Regions from separate parts of the Oryctolagus cuniculus genome. Here regions 1 and 3 are each linked to region 2. A link is a contact called in public Hi-C and Micro-C data. All regions are on one chromosome and are shown on one strand. The core of a region is the stretch at or near the end of the contact, and the rest is flanking DNA. Distances in the headings are between cores, read along the strand shown. Region 1 overlaps PACSIN2 (protein kinase C and casein kinase substrate in neurons 2). Region 2 holds the start of PACSIN2 (protein kinase C and casein kinase substrate in neurons 2). Region 3 overlaps PACSIN2 (protein kinase C and casein kinase substrate in neurons 2).

What was found. A called contact is a pair of places that touch in the nucleus more often than the background predicts.
Region 1: a Micro-C map of ear pinna shows a contact between it and region 2, with 2.6 times the contacts expected there. The contact joins the enhancer-like site here to the promoter of PACSIN2 in region 2. A contact is called at or near these places in 2 of 6 Hi-C or Micro-C datasets (ear pinna and an unstated tissue).
Region 3: a Hi-C map of an unstated tissue shows a contact between it and region 2, with 2.0 times the contacts expected there. The contact joins the enhancer-like site here to the promoter of PACSIN2 in region 2. A contact is called at or near these places in 2 of 6 Hi-C or Micro-C datasets (ear pinna and an unstated tissue).

Annotation. Positions count from the first base shown.
Region 1 is chr11:118,552,737-118,556,686 of mOryCun1.1, forward strand. The region is part of intron 2 of PACSIN2 (protein kinase C and casein kinase substrate in neurons 2); the gene reads right to left. Among named protein-coding and RNA genes, the nearest start is that of ARFGAP3, 28 kb to the left of the region's middle. Within about 2 kb of position 2,560, at least 3 of the 8 cell types and tissues checked have an H3K27ac peak or open chromatin away from gene starts, as enhancers often do. A contact at or near this core is called in ear pinna, where this site is marked.
Region 2 is chr11:118,660,886-118,665,037 of mOryCun1.1, forward strand. PACSIN2 (protein kinase C and casein kinase substrate in neurons 2) reads right to left here and starts at 1,547. Exons shown (of 10, transcript XM_070053003.1): 1 at 1,370-1,547.
Region 3 is chr11:118,587,707-118,592,271 of mOryCun1.1, forward strand. The region is part of intron 1 of PACSIN2 (protein kinase C and casein kinase substrate in neurons 2); the gene reads right to left. Among named protein-coding and RNA genes, the nearest start is that of ARFGAP3, 63 kb to the left of the region's middle. Within about 2 kb of position 2,660, at least 1 of the 8 cell types and tissues checked has an H3K27ac peak or open chromatin away from gene starts, as enhancers often do.

The sequences.
Region 1 (3,950 bases), core at 1,310-3,809, 110 kb before region 2:
AAATCACAGCAGAAAAAAACACCCAGGAACACACACTGCCGCGGTGGCAGCAGGCGACAGGAAGTTCATGGTGGTTTCCCGCTGCTGCCAGCAGCACTCAAATTGGCAGTCGCCCCCAAAGCATGCATTTGGCTCCCCAGAAACCTGCCCACCTCTCTGATTTTCAGGACCCTTGAAAAATGTTGACAAAGGAAAGGACAAGTCTCAGCCAGTCACGTGAGAGCACAGCCCAGCGGCACTGCAGCACCTGGCATCCCCTGGCACCTCCAAAGCGGTGGTGAGCACAGGAAGGCTGTCGGGGAGAGGCCACGCCGGCTTCTGTGCCGGCCCTCGGCAGGGGAGCCCGTGCTCATCAGTCGGGTGGAGGGGTGAAGGCAGGGCACACTCAACAGGCTCAGGGGCTCAGGCAGGAGCCCTGCTGTCTCCTTCAACGAAAGGCTACCTGGGGGCTCCTGAGAGCCCATCGCGCCTGGCCTCCACCTCCGTAAACCACCAGCGGTGTCGGTGTGGCACTCCCATCCCCACGCAGGCACTGTGGTCCTAGACAGAGCTACTGATGCTGTTCTCGAAAGTCAGAGAGAATCGACTCGGGGAAGCCGCCCTCTCCAGGGGCACACGTAGCTGAGTTTAGACACACGCACACCGCGTCCATATCAAGGCACGGAACACTTCCACCTCCCCACGAAGTCCCCGGTGCCCTCTCGCAGTCCACTCCCCACAACCGCTGCCCTTTTCCGGGATGGCCGAGAACGTGGCCCACAGCGGCAGCTCACCCTGTCACTGCTGCCACGTGCACACACCACCACTGATCTGCGCCTCCCGCTGACAGGTACAGGGCTGCTCTCAGTGTGGCGTAACTATGAATGAAGAAGCGGTAAGTACTAATCTACAGCTCTTTGTTGCAAGGAAAATTAAAGCCGAAAGACCAAAGCGACTGAGCTATCCCCGTAACTACAGCCCAGGAGACGGGAGAGCGTGGACCTGGGAGAGCCTTCGACCTGGGCAGGCACGTTCCTTTCCAGCACACGGGGGAGCCCACGCCCAGACGCACGGCGTCCTGTCACTTACATGCTGAGAACCAGTGTCATCCAAGCAGCACACATTCCGGTCTCACAAACGGCCCTGAATTCACTCCTACTGCCTCCCTCTCTGGAATTTCTTGTTCCTGCTCCTCTCCCATTCGTGGTTCCCAAAGAACGGCTTCTCATGAATTTCTCAGTTGCCGATCCCGCACCTGCTACCGTGTGAGGCCTCCCAGCGCCTCCTGGAGATGGCTTGAATGTTGTTTCCTGGGCTGCAGTTCTGAATAAGCCCAAATAGACTCCTCCGTTTTGTAACTGACTCGTGCCTCAGTTGTCTCTCAAGGGTGAACAGTGCGGACACATATTTTCACTTCTCTTGGGAAAATACCCCTGCATGGATGACGCTCTGTGTGCGTTTAACAAAACTGCGGAACTGGGACCCAAAGCGGCTGTGCCCTGTGCACTCGCGTCAGCAGCCCAGGAGAGCGCCGGCTGACCTGCCTCCCCACCAGCACGCCGTCTTGCCAGGACTCTGTTTCTACACACAGCAGTATCCTGCGGCTTTAATCCGCACGTCCCCAATGTCTAATGACACTGACGACGTTTAATTTAACACCCATGTGCCTGCTTTATACCTTTTAAAAATCAACATAATTAGGATGGGTTCTAAATGCAAGGAAATTAATTTTGAAATTTCTGACAAATTGATCATATACTGGAATAAGAGTGTGTGTGTGTGTGTGTGTGTGTGTGTGAGACCAGTCTTCTAAATAAAAGCTCTTTTACTTCTTCAAATTACTAGCTTGTTTCCAGATGGCCAAGTGGCAGACAGTTTAATGCAGAAACTGGTAGTACACAAGCTTTGCTCCAAATCCCACTGTCAGCTGATCCATTCACAAAACGCCCATTTTTGGATGAGGTCTGATATATCTATGTCCCCAACTCCCTCTACACTCGGGCTCACCCCACTCAGATCCTCAGACACCAAAGACAAATGCCTGGGGCACCTGCAGGGTGAGGTACCTCACAGGGTGCCAGGGCTGCGGCACCAGGCAGCAGGGAGGGGTGAGGGGACACTTAAGGGACTTTTCAAGGACCGGTAGGAAGTGGAGATTAGAGGCACAGGGAACAGCAGCAGCAATGGCAACGACCAGAGCCATGAGACACCCACCAGGAACAAAACACAGAACGCAGGGAGGTGCCTGGACATGGGGTGGGGCCTGCTGGGGACCACTGCGGGGAGATCCTGGAGGGAAGGTGTGGAAGAGGCCTCTTGACACCACGGCTGCTTCCTGGGGCCAAAGTGGGCCGCTCTGTCCTCCAGGGGACAGGTGGGGAGGGGCGGTCGTCATGCACACCTCGCCAGGGCGGGGCCTCCTTCCCAGAGGCTTCCTGGGGCCGCTCGCTGCCTCCCAGCCATCAGGCCTGGCCCAGGGCCTCCACTTTCCACCCACAATACCCTTCCCCTGGGCCCAGAGCTCTCAGCTGCCCACCCTCTTCCTGGCTGCAAACCTCCCTTCAGCAGGCCAGGCTCTGAATCATTTCTCTGGCTGTCTTTGGCCCCACGCCCTGCGACTCCAGCGCAGAACAGCCTGGTTTTCCAGCTAGCTGGGACTCCCCGCATTTGTGGAAACATCTGTGGAATCAGGAACAGCGGCGGTGGACTCGGTGCACTGTTCTAACAGGCTGCACCAGTTCCTCATCCACCCTGCAGGCAGGTGGGTGGGAACAGTCCCCAGGGACCTGGAGAACGCCTGCTTCTGACCTCACCGCCCATGCACGTTGCCACCACCTTTCTGTGGAATGCAGCAGCCTGAGGCAGCAGGAAAGCTGGCAGACTTGGAAGCAGACCTGGGCATTCCTGGGGGGTGGACTCACAGCCCCTGCACTCCCCCAGCCTCCTCAGTGCCCAACAGAGGGCTGACAGGTCACCGGCACAGAAGCGGCTGTATTTGGTCCCTTTAAATGGACCATCTAGGGGCTGGTGTTGTGGCACAGCAGGGTAAGCCTCTGCCTGTAGAGCTGGCATCCCATATGGGCGCCGGGTGGAGCCCCGGCTGCTCCACTTCCCACCCAGCTCTCTGCTGTGGCCTGGGAAAGCAGTGGAAGATGGCCCACTTGCTTGGGCCCCTGCACCTGTGTGGGAGACCTGGCAGAAGCTCCTGGCTCCTGGCTTCAGATCAGCTCAGCTCCAGGTGTTGCAATCATCTGGGGCGTGAACCAGTGGATGGAAGACCTCTGTCTCTCCCTTTCTCTGTCTGTAACTCTGCTTTGCAAATAAATAAAATATTTTTTAAAAAATAAATGGACCTTCTATTTTAATACTTTTCACCTTCTCTTTGGTTGGTGACCACCAGACCCAGCTCATAGATAAATCAGCTAGTTACAGCCAAAGTTCCAGGGTAAAGCCCATGGTCCGAGTGAGAAGCGGGCCAGGCAGGACCACCCCAAAGCTGCTAATGCTCCACCTCCAAGGGCCTCCCCCACCCCTTCCTGCCCAGGCCTCTGACCTCTGCAGGACTCCGGCACGTGGGAGTGTGGGGCCAGGCGTGGCAGTCCCACACTGAGGGCAGTGTCAGGCCTGGGCTAGACCTCCCTGCCCACCATGATTCAGGCCCTGCTCTTGCCCCCAGCCAGCCTCGTGTCCCGTTTCCCAGATCTGACCAGACCCGGGGTGACAGCAGGCACCCTGGAGTCCCAGTCCCTAAGCCCTGCAGAGCGGTACCTGGAGGGGGCGTGGCCTGTCTCCCCACTGCCTTAGCCGGACCCACCCTCGACACGCAAAGGAAAAGCATGAGAGATGAGCCAGAGCGACTCAAAGATGACGCAGGCGCATACTTCTGTGATGTAAGGGGAGGCTCTGTAAGCACAATCTCAAAAGTAAAAGCTACAAGGACATACACACCACACACTTCATCACATCGAAAA
Region 2 (4,152 bases), core at 297-2,796:
ACCTCGGCCCCCACCTGGCTCTGCGGGAAGCCACCGCACGTTTTTCGATTAAACGTTACGACCTCTTAACGTTGGGAACTACAGGCAGAGGTTCCAGCTGGCCAAACAGCAGGCGCTAAGAATACTGTTCTCATTCAAATGAGCTGCGGCTCTTCCCCGGAAAGCGACCAGGTGCAGCCCCAGTCACCGGTCCACTGCTCTGTGTCGCTCGGCCCAGTGGCCGGTTCCGTGAAGTTTCGCGACTGCTGGGGCCCCGTCTCAGCGGGCGCGGGGACTGCCACGCTCCAGGGTCAACTTCAAACGCACACGCACCACACTTCCCAGGTGAATCAGGCGCCGCCCTAAATGCCTCCACCGCGGGGCTGCGGGCACGCGTGGGGATGCGTGGGGCGAGCCCAGGAGGGCTCCCACAGACACCCCGCATCCTGGGAGAGCCGCCCAGGCCGCGCAGGGCCTGAAGCCGGGAGCTCGGGTCCGCAGCTCCGAGCTGGGCTCCACATTTTCATCGGGACAACCAGGGAGCGTCTGGTAAACAGTGCAGTCCGCACGGCTGGGGCAGAGAGCGGGGCAGAGCCGCGGGGCGCGCACACCCCACCCGGAGGCCGCCGGAGCCCGCCCCGCAACGGCGCCCCAAGGGCGTGTCTGCCCGGAGGCTGCGGCCGCGTGGGCCCCACGGAGCCCGCCAGCCTGCTCCGCGGACCAACTCCCGAGCGGAAAACCCACCTTCCCCCGCGGGGCCAGAATCCAGCGGCCACCGCGGGCCCCTCCGGACGCCCGGCCGCGGAGGGGCAAGTCCCAGGGTCGAGGGGACAAACTCCCCCAGCCCGGAGACCCGCTCCCCGGCAAGCGCTCGGCTCCCCCACCCTCCCCGCGCGCACACTCGGCGCCGGGACAGGGCGGGTGGGAAGGCAGGAAGGAAATGGAGGACCGCTCCTCAAAGCCCCGAACCCGCGTCCCGGGCTCCCCTCGCCCACCCGCGCCCCGGGATTCCCGCCCCCCCCCCCAACCGCACCTCGGTCTCTCAAGTCCGCTCCGCGGCCGCCCGCCGCCCCCGGTGGCAGCCCTCCGGCCCCGCGAGGGCCCTGCCCGCGGCCCCCTGCCTCCGGCGGGTCCTCCGCCGCGACCACTCCTCCCCTCAGCCGCCGGCGCCGCCAAGACGCCCCCTCTCGGCGCCCCCTCCCCCCGTCCCCGGACACACGCCCCCCGCCCGGAGACAGGAAGTTTCGCGCGCGGCGCGGACGGCCCCACAGGCTCCCCCGCCTAGGGAGCCGAGCCCGGCGCGGCGGCCTGACAGGGCGCGGGCCCCGCCGCCGCCCAGCGCCCCCGCGTCCCGCCCTCGGCGCCCCAACCGTCGCGGAGCGCCCCTCACCTCGGTCGCCGCTCGCCTCTCGGGCCGCCGCGCACCCCGCTCCAGCCGCGACGGCGTCGCCAACTCCAACTCCGGCTCCGGCCCGCGTCCCAGCGCTCTGCTCCCCTCCGGCCGCGCTGCCCAGCCCTGCCCAGACCCGCCGCGGCCGCTTCTGCCGCCAGCCGCTACCGCGCCGCCCCCGCTGCGCTCGCCCCATTGGCTGCCGGCGGCCGAGCCCCGCCCCACAGCCCCTCTGGGGCTCCGGATTGGGCCGAGGAAGCTCGAGGGCGGCACGCCCCTAGGGCGCGCAGGGGACCTCCTCTAGGCGTGCATTGGTGGCTTCCCCCGTCAATCAAAGGCGGACTGCCTATAGAGTCCGGCGGGCGTCACTTTCTAGAAGTCGCGGCCCGGCGGCTATCAGCTGGGGACGCTTCCCCCTCTGGCTAGGGCTTCGCCGCTCTGCTGGCGCGCAGGGGTCGGGGCGCCGCACCTGGCTGGGAGTTGACAAAGGACAGAGTTTCCAAAGTTTGCCCTCCTGGGGAACGTGGGCTGACGTCCTTGGGGCTGACAGCAGGTGACCGGCTGGGCTGCCGCGGACTGAATGGCGCAGCCGGGACGGGAACCCGCAGGGCCATCCGGTGCCGAGGCCGCCTTGAGGATGGCGTGGTAACTCGGAGCTGAACGGCAGCAGCCGGGGGCCCGACCCCGGCAACGCCGCCATGGCCCAGCCTCCACAGGGCGGGGACTGGACGAGGGTCTGCAGGGTGGCCCTCCGCCTTCCAAGCTGTCCTGTTGCGTCGTCTTCAGGATGGTAACCGAGGAGGAAAGAACAGAGCCGACACGCGGTGCCGGGACTCTGCCACCAAGACACCCCCAGGCCCTGTGTGTGCAGCCGGGCAGCTGGCACTCCAACTCCGTGCCTGTACCTCCAGGGTCGCTCACTGGCCTCCCGGCACCCCTTCTGCAGCCACTCACACCAAGGGGCGGGGGTGTGGAAGGCACAGGAGGTGTCAAGTCTGGCATCTTCCAGTAACAGGATGGGGGCGGGGTCACTGCCTGGTCATGCGACCCAAGCAGTGCCCTGGCGTCACGTGCCTTTGCCCCCCCCCTTCTTTCTCAAGACAAAAACACCCCCGTGGGGGCTGGCGTGTGGTGCACCTGCCTTTGATGCCAGCATCCATGAGTGCTGGTTCATGTCAGCTCCCTGCTTATGTGCCTGGGAAGGCGGCAGCAGGCGGCTCAAGTGCTTGGGTTCCAGGCTCCTGCCTTTGGCCTGACCCAGCCCCAGCTATGGCCGCCATCTGGGGAGTGAACCAGCGGATGGGAGATCTCTCCCTCCATCTCTAACTCTGCCTTACACATTAAAAAATCCTTTCTAGCGGCCGGCGCCGCAGCTCACTAGGCTAATCCTCCGCCTAGCGGCGCCGGCACACCAGGTTCTAGTCCCAGTCGGGGCACCGGATTCTGTCCCGGTTGCCCCTCTTCCAGGCCAGCCCTCTGCTGTGGCCAGGGAGTGCAGTGGAGGATGGCCCAGGTGCTTGGGCCCTGCACCCCATGGGAGACCAGGAAAAGCACCTGGCTCCTGGCTCCTGCCATCGGATCAGCGCGGTGCGCCGGCCGCAGCGCGCCAGCCGCGGCGGCCATTGGAGGGTGAACCAACGGCAAAAGGAAGACCTTTCTCTCTCTCTCTCTCTCTCACTGTCCACTCTGCCTGTCAAAATTAAAAAAAAAAAAAAATCCTTTCTAGCAAAACAATCCCTGTTGTTTTCTGGTTTGCACTGTTGCTTGAACCCTGGTCGCGACACCTGCCCTGCAGCTTATCAGGGAGCTTTTCCCAAGGGAGCCCCGTGTGCCAGCAGGGAACACCCGACCTCGTTCCTCAGGAACGTGCCACTTCCCGGGAGGGCACCCGGCTTCCTTCCTCATCATTCAGCCGGGCCTGCGCCCCTTTCCAGCCGAGGAGCCCTGAGCTCGTCACTGCCGCCCTCTGCACCTCCTGAGCGCCCGCCTGTGACAAGGGTGGTGACAGAGCCCACCTCGCAGGGCTGAGGGGGCAGGGCCCTCTGAACTCCATCCTTCCCACAAGGCGTGCCCGCAGCCGCACCCGACGCTCACCAGGTAGTCCTCATCGCTGTCCCACTCAGTAGGTTGGACATCAGCCGTCTGGGTTAGCACATGCTTTCATGAGAAATGAGCATTCTCCCAAACAGTTAAACACCCACATGTGTTGCTAGTAAAAAAAAAAAAAAAAAAAAAAAAAAAAAATCTTACTCTGCAGTATGTTTCAAGAAAAAACACTCAAAATCCATTACAGAGTTCGCTCAATAATTAATTCCTTACAGACGCATTAATGTCACAGACATTTGTTCAATGATTAATTCCAAGGCTTGGAATGTACCAGACAGGGCAGGGGGCTCAGAGGGTAGCCCTGGTCCTGCTGGAGCTCCTGGGAAAATCCGGCAGGGACACGGTCTAGAGGAGAAGGGGAGCTGAAGACTGGCGTGTCCCTGGGCCACCGTGGATGGACGGCGACAGAAAGCACCAGTCAGAGGCCAGAGACCCCACTCCTCAGGGACAGACGCGTTCCGCTTGGCCAGAGCGGGGCAGGGGCACAGAGAGGAGCAAGGAGGACTCGGCCAGGTGGCGAGGGCTGCCCGCCTCCTGGCCTCCGTCCCCTCCACTGTGTGACGGGGATGATCGCAGAAACCAGCGCTTAGGGAAACAGGATCGCCGATTCCCCACGTGCAAGGCTCCGGTCCATGGCTGTTAGATGCGTTCCACGACCCCCTACCCATTTCTGCAGA
Region 3 (4,565 bases), core at 1,410-3,909, 72 kb before region 2:
GTGAACCAGTGGATCGAAGACCTCTCTTTCTCTCTCTCTCTCTCTCTGCCTCTCCGTCTCTCTCTGTGTAACTCTGACTTTCAAACAAATAAATCTTTAAAAAAAAAGAAAAGAAAAGAAGACCACGAGGCTCTTCCAGAAGCTCCCTGGGAAGCGCTGACCGGGGCTGTGCCGCAAGCCAAGTGGACGATGCATGAACAGCCCTGAACAGCACTGGGAAAAAGCTGTGTGTGAATTTCAAAAATTTCTGTTCCAAAATAAACTTAGCTTTTAATTCCATTTTCCACAAATTTTTGGAAGTACTCTCATATCTACCATGCATTCTGTGTCGAAACAAAACATACTTTAGTAAAGCAGAAGAGGTTTTTTAAAACATTGAATCACCACAGACCCACGGGAAGGCAGAGATGACACACTGAGCCGGCTGTTCATTTTCCCGTCTCTCAAGTCCATGCATTTGGCGCTGGGAAGCCAAAAGATGTTCCAGATGCTGGGGGTCCCACAAGTAAAACAGATGGAAACCCCTGCCACGGGGGACTTTCCATGACACAGCAGTGCAAAGACGGGGACAAGGGGCAGGGCGGGAAGGAAACCAGAGAGGGTCCCACGTGAGGGTGACATCCCAGACCTGGGAGGGCGGGCGCCACACCGGGCCCCAGAGCAGGAGCAGTCCCAGCAAAGGGAGCAGCACGTCCCCAGCACCCCCGACAGGCAGGGCACCTGCTGCTGTGGTTCTCCGTGGGGAGCCGGGACCCACACCAGCAGACGTGCCGACAAGCGAGTAACGCAGCAGTGACCACCTTTCAGCTCCTACCAGCCCAGTGACCAGAGCCCGTCACTGACCTCGTGGTGAGATTTCCCAACTCAACCACTCATGAACAAGCACCCAGTGGCTGCTGCGTGCAGAGTCGAGACCCGCGTCTGGACCCGTGTCAGGCTTGCCGCCGGCACGGCACGATGCTCTCACTTCCCACACCTGGCCGTCACCTCCGGCCTCTCCCGCCTCACTCTCCCTGACGCAGAGCATCCCAGGCTTGCTGTGGTGAGACGGGAGGCACGGGGCTCCGGGAGGCAGGGAAGGTCAGCGTCCCTGGTGTTCCACAGGACCTGGGGCTGGCCGCACAGACTTGGAACCCTGGAGGGCTTCCCCGGCCTGGCTCAACCAAATCTCGATCGCTATCTGCAGAAGGCTGTCTTCCACTCAGGAACTGAAGGATGAGCTGCCTCCTGCCCACTCAGTGTTTCCCAGCTCACTTCCTCCCTGCCCCACTCACACGTGTGCTGGAGGTCAGACATGTCATCTTGTTAAACGCTGATTCATGCTGACAACCCTGAGAACAAATGCCATTTAAATCGAGCAGACCTTAAAACACTTTTAAGGCAAACCGAGCAGTCGCTTGAGGCCAACCTGGGGAAGGTGTGTGCACGCCTCACGCTCTGTTCGAGCTGGTGGTCTCACCCCGACACTTTGCGGGGCTCACAAAGAAGTGGAGATTTCAATAAAGGACACTAGGGCGTGAGTTCCTAAGGCCCGAGAATGACAATCAAGGTGGCAGGGTGGCATGTGGCACAGTGAGTCCAGCTGCTACCTGTGACGGCAAATTCTCTTATCAGAGTGCTGGTTCCAGGGCCGGCGCTGTGGTGTAGCAGGCTAAGCCTCCACCTGCGGTGCCAGCACCCCATACGGGCACTAGTTCGTGTCCTAGCTGCTCCACTTCCGATCCAGCTCTCTGCTGTGGCCTGGGAAAGCAGTGGAAGATGGCCCAAGTCCTTGGGCCCCTGCACCCGCGTGGGAGACCCATAGAAACTTCTGGTTCCAGCTATGGATTGGCCCAGCTCCGGCCGTTGCAGTCATTTGGGGAGTGAACCAGCAGATCAAAGACCTTTCTTTCTGTCTCTCCCTGTCTCTGTCTGTGGCTCTACCTCTCAAATAGCTAAATAAAAAAATCTTTAAAAAAATTATTTTTAAAGAGTGCTGGTTGGAGTCCCAGCTGCTCTGCTTCCGGTCCAGCTCCCTGTGCCTAAGACAGCAGAACACAGCCCAAGTGCTTGGACCTCTGCCAGCCCTGGGGGGGACGGGGCTGGGGTTCCGAGCTCCTGGCTTTGGCCTGGCCCAGCCCTGGCCAGTGAGGCCATCTGGGAGTGAAGCAGCAGATGAAGACCTATCTGTGTCACCTGGGCTTTCAAATAAATAACATCTATAAGAGATGGTTCCGAGGGTCCAGAGAAAGGCACGCCTGTTTACTTTGTTCTTAACACCGATCTGAGGAAGGCGGGCTCCTGATGCAAAAAGCCTAAGGGAGCTGCTAAGAGGCTTGACCCTCTCCCTTTTACCTTACACAAACAGAGGCAGATCACAGACCAGGCTGCTCTGTGGCCCAGGATCCAGAAGCAGGCAGGGAAGCTCTTTCTCTGGCAAGAGCTGACCGGTGTGTGCCACACGCCAAGCACCACACCCCGCAGACAGCACAGGGGCTCGGAACGGCCCTGAACAGGCCACCAGAAGACCCTTGGGCCTCCTCGGCTCTCCTGTTTCCTCCCGGCAGCTCGGCACAGTCAGTGCTATCCCTACGCTACCCAGCTGTGCTTCTCACAGACGGGCTTTCTCACTCCACTCTACCTATCTGTAGCCCAAAACAGGTGCTCAAGAAACGCTTCGGAAGACTAGGGGAGGGGGAGAGGGCTGCTGTCTGCACTGGACCCTGAAGGCGGAGAAGACGGCGATGCGCCAGCCGGGAACTTAGTCCTGTCTTCTCATTCTGCTCCCCCATGAACTTCTGGAGCCCCCTCCTACGTGAGAAATTAGCAATAATGATGATAATAATTAAAAAAAAAAAAAAACACAGACGTGGACTCACGTAGTAACCCTGTTACCCTGGCAGCTTAAAAAAGCCCCGAGTTGATGGCCCACCTCCTGGTCATTTTCAGATGGCTCACCGGAAAGCAGCAGCAAAGGCGGACAGACCAGTGACTCTGGCACTTCACCCACGCGACGCCACTAACGAAGCGCTGGAGCTACGGGTGCAGCGAGATGTGTCCCCAAAACTCCCTCTCCTTACGTAACGGAAACGTGTCAGCTGACAGATCCATGCCCTGGACTGATTTTTACAGCAACATTTCTTTGACCTCTGGTTGGCAAGTACCCTGGGAATGTGGGAACTCGGATGAAGAGTTCCCCAACCTAAATACCGAGCTGATGTGCCACAGGTTTAAAATAGAAGAAGTTACTTTAAAAAGGACAAAAATGACACATTTTCAAATCTGTGATTAGTGTGAGAATCCAAACAATGGTGCAAGAAAATGTCCAGAAAGACTGAGGACTTGAAAGGAGATTTTAGAGGTGACCCACTTAGAGCAGGCCTCACTGAACCAGAAACACGCGGCCTGATCCCACAGGGCCACCGGGAGTCCTCGAGCGCCAGCAGGGGGGTTTCAGGCCCACAGGGCAACGTTTTCGTGAGAAACATGGAATGAAATCTGCTTCCAGGATTAGGAGGGATTGGGCCGTACTGGGTGTCAGGAGCCCCGGAGGCGAGCGCTGCAGACGTTGGAGGCCACCTCCGTCCCAGCCTCAGTCTCCTGCAAGGAGAGACGTTCCCTGCCCTGCTGGCTCTCGGGGAATGAACGGTCACTGTCATCGCATCTGTGGTCAGTTCCTCCCGTCAATCCCGCTGTCACTAATGAACAGATCTTGAGTACCTACTATGTGCCAGGGCCTGGAGACAGCCCCGGGCAAGACAAAGCCCCTGACTCTCAGAGACTGCGTGTAGAGCTGTCTGCGTGCACCGGGCTGGTGCTAAGCTGCGGGATGAAGGAACAGCCTCCTCACGCGTGACCAGACTTCCAGCCTGGTCTTCCCCGGCCGGCTGCGTGAGTGCAGCCTGCGCTGTGGAGCTGGGAGGGCTGTGAGACACAAGGACGACGCTGTGACCACGTAACACCGTCATCTAGCACTGTCACCAGAGTGGAACCAAAACTAGAACTACACGGAAAGCTTAACAACGCGAGAGCCTTAACCACTCAGCGGTCAGGACACTTTCCTCCCAACGCAGCTTTCTGCACTCCACGCCATGAAGGAGAGAAGTGCTCTTCAGAGTCAGCGTCCGGGCTGCCGGCCCAGGGCGAGCCCATCTCTACATCTCAGAAACTGCGCAGTGGGCAGCCAGGCAGGAAAACCACAGGGTGGGTCTGGTCTAGCGTGGACACCAACGGAAGCCCAGGGACAGCAACGGACGCTGTAAGCAGAAAGGAGCAGATCTGGGTTGGCCGAGCTGGGAGCCAGAACATCCCGTGACCCGTGACCCGAGCCCAGGCCCCCTGACCAGCCAGGAGTTACAGGTCCTACGTGCTGTTTCTAGGAGTTACACACATTCACCAAGTCTCGGGGACGTTCCCAGAGGGTTAGACACAGAGGGTGGGTGCACACGCCCGTGAAGTGCTCAGGTATGCTACGCGTTTCACCTTCAGCCGGGGGCAGAGAGTTAACGTGAGGAAGGGGCGCCCTGTGTCAGACAGGGGAAGGTGAGGCTACAATCACAGTGTGTGCCAGGCTCCTGGCCACACCT